2 separate regions of the Sus scrofa genome follow, and region 2 is linked to region 1. A link is a contact called in public HiChIP or PLAC-seq data. All regions are on one chromosome and are shown on one strand. The core of a region is the stretch at or near the end of the contact, and the rest is flanking DNA. Distances in the headings are between cores, read along the strand shown.

Region 1 (4,409 bases), core at 11-2,510:
AAAAGATAAGAAGGAAATATAGCAAAAATAATGTTTGGATTTTTTGTATCTTGCTGTACTTATGAGCTACATTTCCGAAAGTGATTGAAACAGGATGGAATCTGAATATTTTGGGAAATACTTTTAAATACATCATAGTTGTTTTAACACTAAGAAGGATGGTTGAACTAGGAATAATCCACTATAAATAGTATCTTTCAAAGGAAAAAAACGCTGATACAGAATAGAATTGAAATAAACTTCTGCAGAACTGGAATGTTGACACAGAACCTTCTAGAATGAGAAGACTTCATATAAGTTTTACTTAGACCGTTGTATATTTCCCATGTCTACAAACTGGTCAAGAAATGCAAACCAAGGAAAATATTTGTTTGTAAATAGTTCCCTACATACAATTCCCAGGGGAAAATTCGCCTAATAGCTTAAAAGGAATTAACTTGTAAGAGTCAGATTCTTTTTTTAAAAAACAACAACAAAAAAATTGAGCTATGAGAGTGCATATTTTTAATAATAAATATTCAAGCTGAGAACGGGACCTTTCTCCTTTCCTGGGGAACTGGCAGGATTATGATGCACTATAATTTGCTTTATTCTTAAATATTTACATAGCCATTCTTTCATTCATTCAACAAGTATTTGCTGAGTACATAAATGTTGTATACTTTTGGAGGAGAGATAAGCTATATTTAAACAGCTGTAGCAAAAGTGGTGCACAGTTTTGGGAGAATTCAGAAGAAGGTGAGTGTTTCCAGGTGGGGAGAGCCGAAAAAGTTTCTTGGGTTAGGATTGTCATGTGGGCTGGAAGAGAGGGAGGGAGGAGGGGTGAAGGCGTGGGCACGTAGAGGGGAGAAGAAGGGTTCGTTTGAGTAGGAGAGGAGGGAAGCAAGACAGTTGAAGCCAGATCACAGGGCATTTGGTGCCAGCTAAGTGGCTACTACTCTAGGCAATGGGGAACCGTTGAAGAGTTTTACAGCGGAAGTAACATGATCTTGCAACAACATGTCAAATGAAATTTGTCAGGTCAAACCCCGAGGATTATGGCTCTGTCACTATGTGATGTGCCTCTGAAGGCTTTCAAAAGAGTTACCTGGGAATATTAATGGCAAGACTTGGTTCTGAAGGACAGTTCCCCACTCTAACATCTGGGCCTCGATAACTCACGTTGGCTTTCTCTTGAGTGGGCCAGCTACGATTCAGCCTCTCCTGTTTTGCTCCATCAGCTCTGGACTCACTCTGGCCGCTTCCTAGAATCTGCCTGTGACACACAGACCAAGTTCTGGCTTTCTCCCTTAATCCTCCAGGATCTCTGTATCAGCAGTGGCACTCCCCTCTCCCACTTTGGCTTTGACTTTCTTGTTCCTCTTTCAGAACTGAGAACTAGAAAGTTCTTTGTTCTTTGATTGAAAGTGTGGTGGCTGGGGTGGGGAAAAGGAGATGGATTCAAAACATACTGTGGAAAGAGAAATGATAAGGTTTGATGATTGAATATGGGAGCAAGAGAAAAGGACTCAACTAAGTCTGAGTTTTGGAACCTGTATGAATTCAAATGGTTTGAAAAAGGAGAGAAGATGCTTTTCGTACTTTTCCAAAGCTGAATGGAAGATGCTTTTCGTACTTTTCCAAAGCTGAATGGAGCTAAGCGTTGTGAACAGAGCTGCCAAGGAGGCTTCTTTTAACTTTAGTCATCACTAAAGGGCGATGTTAGGAGCAGCCTGATCAGGTCAACTGTACCAACACAATGGGCAGGCTGCAGTAATTGAGTAGGATTAGAAGAAATATGCATGTGCCAAAAATGCTGGTTTAAGAAAATGTGGAAGAAGCCCTTTGTGGTTCTAATCTTTGTATTACTGAGTAACTTCCTTTTAGAGAAAGACCTGGCCCTGTGGGTTACAATTTAGGAAAGTGAATGTGATACTTAATTCTGGGGGTGGAGAGGAATGCAATTCAATAGTCAAGAATTTTGAAAACTGTGGAAATAAGACAGTTTAAGCTGAAGTGATTTTATGTGGTGCCTGTGGGTGGATTCACTTATTTGAATGCTTCCACCGTGTAATATTACATAATAGCGATACTAGTCAAAATTTGTTGAGTAGCTAAAGTGTCTGACACTGCTCTAGGTACTTTCTAAACTGCAGAATATCTCACTGAATCATCACAAAACCTGTAAAAATAGTGTCTTGGTGACCCCATTTTACAGGTCAGAAAATTGAGGCTCAGAGAGAGGGGCTCAATGTAACCCAGAAAAGAAAGTCTGTCTTATAGCTCATTATTTTGAATGGAACGATGGGGGACAGAGTAATAGGGATACAGAAAGTGATGGAAGGTATAATTCATTTTTTGCTTTGGCTCATTTAGGCTAATGTTTGATTCATTTGGTTTTAAATTACATTGAGGGACTCTTACATACTATAAGTATTCCTGAAACATCTGTGAACATGTAGGTTATGTTCGTTTTGAGCTTGTAGTGAGTGGGATGGCTGTTCTGTATGCGGCAAGACAGGATGGCTCCAGCTAAAGAGTTAAATACACAGCTTGCTTTTGGCTTCACCTTGAGTCCTTGGTTCAACTTAAGGACCTTCCCAGGGTGGTTGGCTTCAGTGCTTCATCATTAATTTAATTACTAGGGATTGCCAAACACTTACCATGTGCCAAATGCAGTGCTGAGCACTTTATTACATTGTTTCATGCAATTATGACAACATTGTGAGATTGCTACTCTTTTTTTTTTAAAAGTATAGTTGAGTTGCAATATTGTGTTAGTTTTAGGTTACAGCCAAGTGATTCAATATTTTTGCAGATTATATTCCTTTATAAAATATTGAGCATGATTCCCTGAGCTATATAGTATATCCTGCTTGCTTATCTATTTTATACACAGCAGTCTATAAATCCCATACCCCTAATTTGTCCCTCCTCTTCCCTTTCCCCTTTGGTAAGCACAAGTTCATTTTCTATATCTGTGAGTCTGTTTTTGTTTTGCATATACATTCATTTGTATCATTTTTTTAGATTCCACGTATATGTGATATCAGATAGTGTTTGTCTATCTGACATTTCGCTAAGCATAATATTCTCTAGGTCTAGCCACATTGCCGCAGTGGTTCATTCTTTGCTATGGTGGAGTAATATAATATCTTCTTAATTCCTGAGATTGCCACTCTTGCTGGCTTCATTTTATATGAGGGAAAGTAATTGGTGTGAAGTTCCACTACTAATGAGTAGCAGAGATGGGATTCAAACCCTTGTCTGTCTGACTCCAGAGTCCATCCTCCTAATTATAGTGATATTTTGCCCCAACACTTGGCTTTTCTCAAATTGTCAAGATCCCTACACTGAGCACCCCTTTATTTGGGTTTAGATTACTTAATCTAAATTCTAGATACGTTTTGGAAATGGCTTTAGGTTCTTCCTAGAACTTGTGATGTTGTTAGCTGTTTTATTCACATTTTGAACAAGTCATTGAGTTAATTACCCAAGGAAGCTATAATCTCTTTTTCATAAGTGCTCCCTGGTGGATGCTGTGTTGATGGTACCCTATGCAGATGTTTGAATCACAGAAGCATTTTTCTCATTCATTGGGAGGGAGTGGTGGCATCATGGAATCTCAGTAGAAGCAGGGCATCCTTGAGGGAGGCTTGGTGATGTGGCAGGATGTCAGGTTTCAAGGCTTTGTAGAGCTCATCATAAAATGACATCCACCTCCTTTTATTTAAACCCAAGTGCTTGCAAGAGTGCAAAAATTAGCATCAGAAATTAACAGGATGCTCTTATGCTAGAGTAAATAGTGGTTACTTTGACCTAAAAGGGCAGATTTTGTTACTCAAGTTTATACGTTTCGGTGAGGTGAGACTCATTCTCATTGTGGGAATTCTCAAAGGTGTCCCACGCCTATAGAAGAAAATTATAGACAAGTCTATAGAATTTTATTTCTTAGGCACTGTATAAAAGCTAATAAAATAATAACCAATTAGACAGTTATAAAGCCTGAATATATTAAAGTATTATGCAAATACTGATTCATAGGAACACCATAAGCTCACAGAGCAAGCAAAAGCATGACTGATTCAAATTTTAGGAGGTTTTATTTGCATTTCTACAGAACCTATTATTAGTGGGTCTCTAATTACCTTACAAGTAATAATTATTAAAGCTCATAAATACAACCAGAAAATGTCATTTTATTGAGGAATAAGCAAGAATTCCCTCATACATATTATGAGACCTAAATGCCTGTGCTAAAGTGGAATTCTCCATAAAGGAAGAGTATTTATACTCTGTGGGTATTTGGGGAAATGATTCCATAGGCATAGACGTCAGCAGCTCTGGATTCAAGGGTTCTCATGCTGAGTATCTGGATCTGTGTGGTTAGAACCCGTCACTCACTTGACATTGTACGTGAGTAATAACTC
Region 2 (4,523 bases), core at 187-2,686, 160 kb before region 1:
CTGGGAACTTCCATATGCCACAGGAATGTCCCTAAAAAGCAAAAATAAAATAAAATTAAAAATAATTTGCATAAAACCACGTTTCAAAGCAAAGATTTTTCCAATGATTAAAACATAGACATCAGATACATTTCCAATTCTCAAATATCAGAATGTATTTCTCAAAATCCTTAGGTACTTGAGCACTGTCCTGGTATAATTTAAGTACCAAGGATAATTCATTTCAACATACCCACTTCTGAGGGCTGTGATAATGCAGTCTGCACAAAAACGATGTAAACACTCCTTTGTAGTCATGGTATTCTTCAACATGTCCAAACAAATCGGGCACATTAGTTCACTGTGTAGACTTCGAGGTGAAACCACAATTTCCAAGCCATCGGTTATTGCCTCCTGTAAAAGCATCACTTTAAAATTAAATGTTACCCAATTTCCTTAAAATTATGAACAAGTTCAAATATATAAAAATATAGAAAAAGACAAAAATGAACACCCAGTCACCAGCATGATCAACTCATAATCAATCTTGTTTTAGCTATAATCTCCAACTTCCCTCATCCCCGGTACTAATGTATTCAAAAATGCTCTCATTTTAATGCTAAAATAGTAACAGTACATATTTATAAGATAACTAATAGTAAACTAATCTGGTATAATTTTTTAAAAGCATCAAATATGAAATCAGATGTCTAGTTCTACAACTAGCTTTGTGCCTTTAAATCATTAGTTTTAAACCTGTCTTATCTGCAAAATGAAGCAGGCTAAATGAACCCTAAGAATTCTTACATCTTCAAAACTGTACCATCTTGGAGTTCCTGTTGTGGCTCAGTGGTTAAAGAATCCGACTAGAACCATGAGGTTGCGTGTTCCATCCCTAGCCTCGCTCAGTGGGTCAAGGATCTGGCGCTGCCGTGAGCTGTGGTGTAGGCTGCAGACGAGGCTCAGATCCCACGTTGCTGTGGCTGTGGCGTAGGCCGGTGGCTACAGCTCCAATTAGACCCCTAGCCTGGGAACCTACATTTGCCGCTGGAGCGGCCCAAGAAATGGCAAAAAGACCAAAACAAAAACAACTGTACCATCTTGATAATAAATTATACATTTAATGCCATCAATTAAAATATTTTAAGACTCAAATACAAGTATTCCCTATTTATATACAGCTTAGCAATTTCATCTGAAATCACTCTTTGAACCTTAAAAAGTCTTGACCCACAGAAACACTTTTATACCAAGCGGTCAGGTTCTCAGGCTAACCTATCCACTGATTTAAACCACAGCACATGTGAAGAATAACAAGTAACAGTATTGCTAATTGCCATGTCTAAAAGTGTTTTCAGTGCTAAAATGCATTTGGAGCTTCAATGCAGAATTCAGGACACAGCTCCTACTTTCTTTACCACTGCCACTACCAACCCTTCCCACAAGGTGGCACTGAGAACAAAGACTACCAAACTCCTAAAGGCAGCAATACAGGCTCCTACAGATTGAAGAAAAGAGGTCTAGTAGGTGGCACTTAAAAAAGTAGATGGAAACAGAAATAAGGGGCTTCCCATACGTTACCAACACTTCCTGTCTCTGCCAGTTCTTCATCATACTTGTGTTTTCTCTACAGGGTCAAAGACTGATGATCCCAACAAGGAAAGACATCAAAACTATAGATATTGTCCATTAAGTATCATGTCCCAACCTCTTCATATAAAACACTTTCTGTATTTTACTTAGTTTATTACAAACAAACTCTTGATTTAGGAATTACAACCTCTAATTTGTAAATCACACAGAGTATGACGATGACTCAATCTAGTAATCTAGTCTGTCCTCCTCTTCCTCTTTAGAACTTGCCTAGCAATATCCCAATCTTGGATAAACCATCCATCCATGTTTTCCATGCCTCTACCTGTGCATCTGTGTAGCACTGCAGGAGAGAAAAAAAGGAACCACACAGCCAGACTGGTATAAAAAAAAACTTGTTTATCTCTCACTACACTATTTTTCAACTTTCCTTTCTACAGCCCTTCTACCACCTGATGATCTCACCTCAAATTTCATGAAAAGAGAGCTCTCTTATTTTCTCTCTACCAAATCTTTATAGAGCACCTTCTTTCTCACAGGAAGGAGAAAGTAGGTCTCTTTCTATCATATGTACATTCCTTTCTACCTTCTTAAGTATATCCCTCTTTTTATGATTGTTTGCTCTCAGACTCCAGCAATCTCTCCCTCTTCACTAAATCAGCCTAAATTAACACAGGGTTGCTGCATAGTGAAGTGTGAATGATGACCTTAGAGCTGTGTGAATGGGGTGGCGGCAGTTCCATCTCCCATCTTATTAACAAAACAAAATTTAAAACTTCTTGATTCCATGTTCCCCTCAGCTTTTCACTCCATTTCTCTGTTCTTCGGCACAGCTAAATTTCTCTGAAGAATTACCAGTGTATTTTCACCTTTTCCCTGTCCTAAAGGCATACACCACAGTCTACTCAAGTGAGTCTACTCTTGTTAAAGTTAGCATGTATATGTGCCAACTCTAATGTTCACCTCTGTAATTCGCATCTTCCTCATCTACTCAGGAGTACTCAACACAGTAACTGCATCTTCTTTCTTGAAACACTTCGTCTTGGGTTTTCATCCACTCTCTTCAACGTCCATTTTTCCTTACTTTTCTCTGGCTGTTCCTTCTAAGTCTCCTTTGCTGGCTCCTTTTCTTTCTTTCTTTCTTTTTTTTTTTTTTTTTTTTTTTTTTTGTCTTTTGTCTTTTTAGGGCCACATCCACAGCATATGGAAGTTTTCAGGCTAGGAACTGAATCAGAGCTGTAGCTGCAGGCCTACACCACAGCAACAGCAACACGGGATCTGAGCTACGTCTGTGACATTCACTGCAGCCCACTGAACAAGGCCAGGGATCGAACCCACATCCTCATGGATATTAGTCGGGTTTGTTAACCACTGAACCATGACAGGAACTCCCTGGGTCCTTTTCTATTACTTAATTTCTAAATGTTAAAGCTCCTCTGGCTGAAGTTCTGGGCCTTCTGTTCATCTCTCTTTAACTGATCTTATCCTTTCTCATGCTTAAAATGTGCTGAAAGCCCCTAAAACTTTATATTTGGTCTGGCCCTCTAGGTAACATCTCTGCCTATCTTACAGGCATTTCAAATTTACAATGAATTCAGTTTATCTCCTTGAACCTGCTGCTCTCCTGGTCTTTCCCATCTTCACCTTCTCAAAATAGTCTTCCCTGGTTCCCTGTTACTTTTTCTTACAGCAATGAGGACCTTCCCTCTACACAGCTTCTCAAATGTGTAATTCTATAGATATTTAGTTGTTTAATTCTATAAACTTCCCGGGCTGGTACCACATCTGTTACATCACTTCCCCTAGTGCCTAGCTTAGGACCTTTCATAGAGAATGCACTCAAATTATCTGATGAATGAAGTGTCAACCAAACATACACAAATTAGGATTGTTTGCATATAAACTTATTATCATTGTTAGCGTTCTTCCAAGTTTTCGTTATCGAAAAATGTACCCCAGTTTACATTTGTCTCATATTCTCCCTAACGTAGGTATCTTAGTCTACATTACCTGAGGTGTTCGTTGTAATTCATATAAACTGAGTTCCCATGTTTTGCTTAATGGTTGAGTTCCATTTGTCTGCACAGCCTGAGACATTGCTAGAAATAAAGAGGAGAAAAAAACAATTTTGGTATCTGAAAGAAAAGTAAATCTCAAAACTAATTTTTAGGAATTATAAATCCTGAGAATAATAAAAACAAATTATACATTGACTCCTAAAAAATGAAAAAAGAAGAAAAGCTCAAGGATCTTTCCATTTATAAATACAAGCTACTTGAGAGCAAGAAGCCATCACTGATCTTTGAACACCTAACAGCAGGCACACAGAGAGTGCTTAATTATTATTAATGTATAGAAAACTCTCTTTACCCAAAATAATACATATCTTTCTGAAATCGGTGGTCATGAAACTTAGAAGTCAGGAAAATTTCAGCATGACCATCTAGTCCAACTTAGATACAAAATCTACTTTAAAGCACTTTAACCCACATGTCATTCTGCCTCTATTTTCACAGCTCTACTCACCAAAAATCCCCTATCTAATAAGTCAGCTTATATTGTTTAGAAAGCTCCTCCTAATGGTGAGCCCAAAACCATTCACCCTATAGCCATCTGCCCTCTGAAAGCAAACTAATTAAGTCTAATAATTTTTCTACGTGACAGTCCTTCAAATATCTGGACACTGTTATATCCCACCTGACTGTTCTTTCCTTTTGGTTAAACATCCTAGTTCTTCCTACTGCTCACCATGGGACACAATTCAAGGTCTCCTCACCACTGTGACTCTCCTCTTATTACGAATGACCAAGGCACAGCCAACTTCTCTGCTTGACTTTAAGCAGAGGGATGAGATCTAGTATACATGTAAGGAAGAGAGTCTTAGACAATCAGCCCCTCCAAGGCAAAGGAAGAGGCTTCAGTCTTTCACATAATTAGTAGGCATCTATTAC

Evidence for each region. HiChIP or PLAC-seq counts read pairs in DNA pulled down with a chosen protein or histone mark.
Region 2: a contact with region 1 is called in an H3K27ac HiChIP or PLAC-seq map of alveolar macrophages. The contact joins two enhancer-like sites. A contact is called at or near these places in 1 of 47 Hi-C or Micro-C datasets (embryonic fibroblasts) and 1 of 2 datasets of contacts at active chromatin or transcription factors (alveolar macrophages).

What each region holds. Positions count from the first base shown.
Region 1 is chr9:126,108,117-126,112,525 of Sscrofa11.1, reverse strand. The region is part of intron 1 of FAM129A (protein Niban-like); the gene reads left to right. Among named protein-coding and RNA genes, the nearest start is that of FAM129A, 62 kb to the left of the region's middle. Within about 2 kb of position 1,260, at least 9 of the 83 cell types and tissues checked have an H3K27ac peak or open chromatin away from gene starts, as enhancers often do. A contact at or near this core is called in alveolar macrophages, where this site is marked.
Region 2 is chr9:126,269,689-126,274,211 of Sscrofa11.1, reverse strand. It overlaps RNF2 (E3 ubiquitin-protein ligase RING2), which reads right to left. Exons shown (of 7, transcript XM_021102634.1): 2 at 3,583-3,671; 3 at 233-393. The coding sequence starts at 3,669. Among named protein-coding and RNA genes, the nearest start is that of SWT1, 75 kb to the left of the region's middle. Within about 2 kb of position 1,436, at least 3 of the 83 cell types and tissues checked have an H3K27ac peak or open chromatin away from gene starts, as enhancers often do. A contact at or near this core is called in alveolar macrophages, where this site is marked.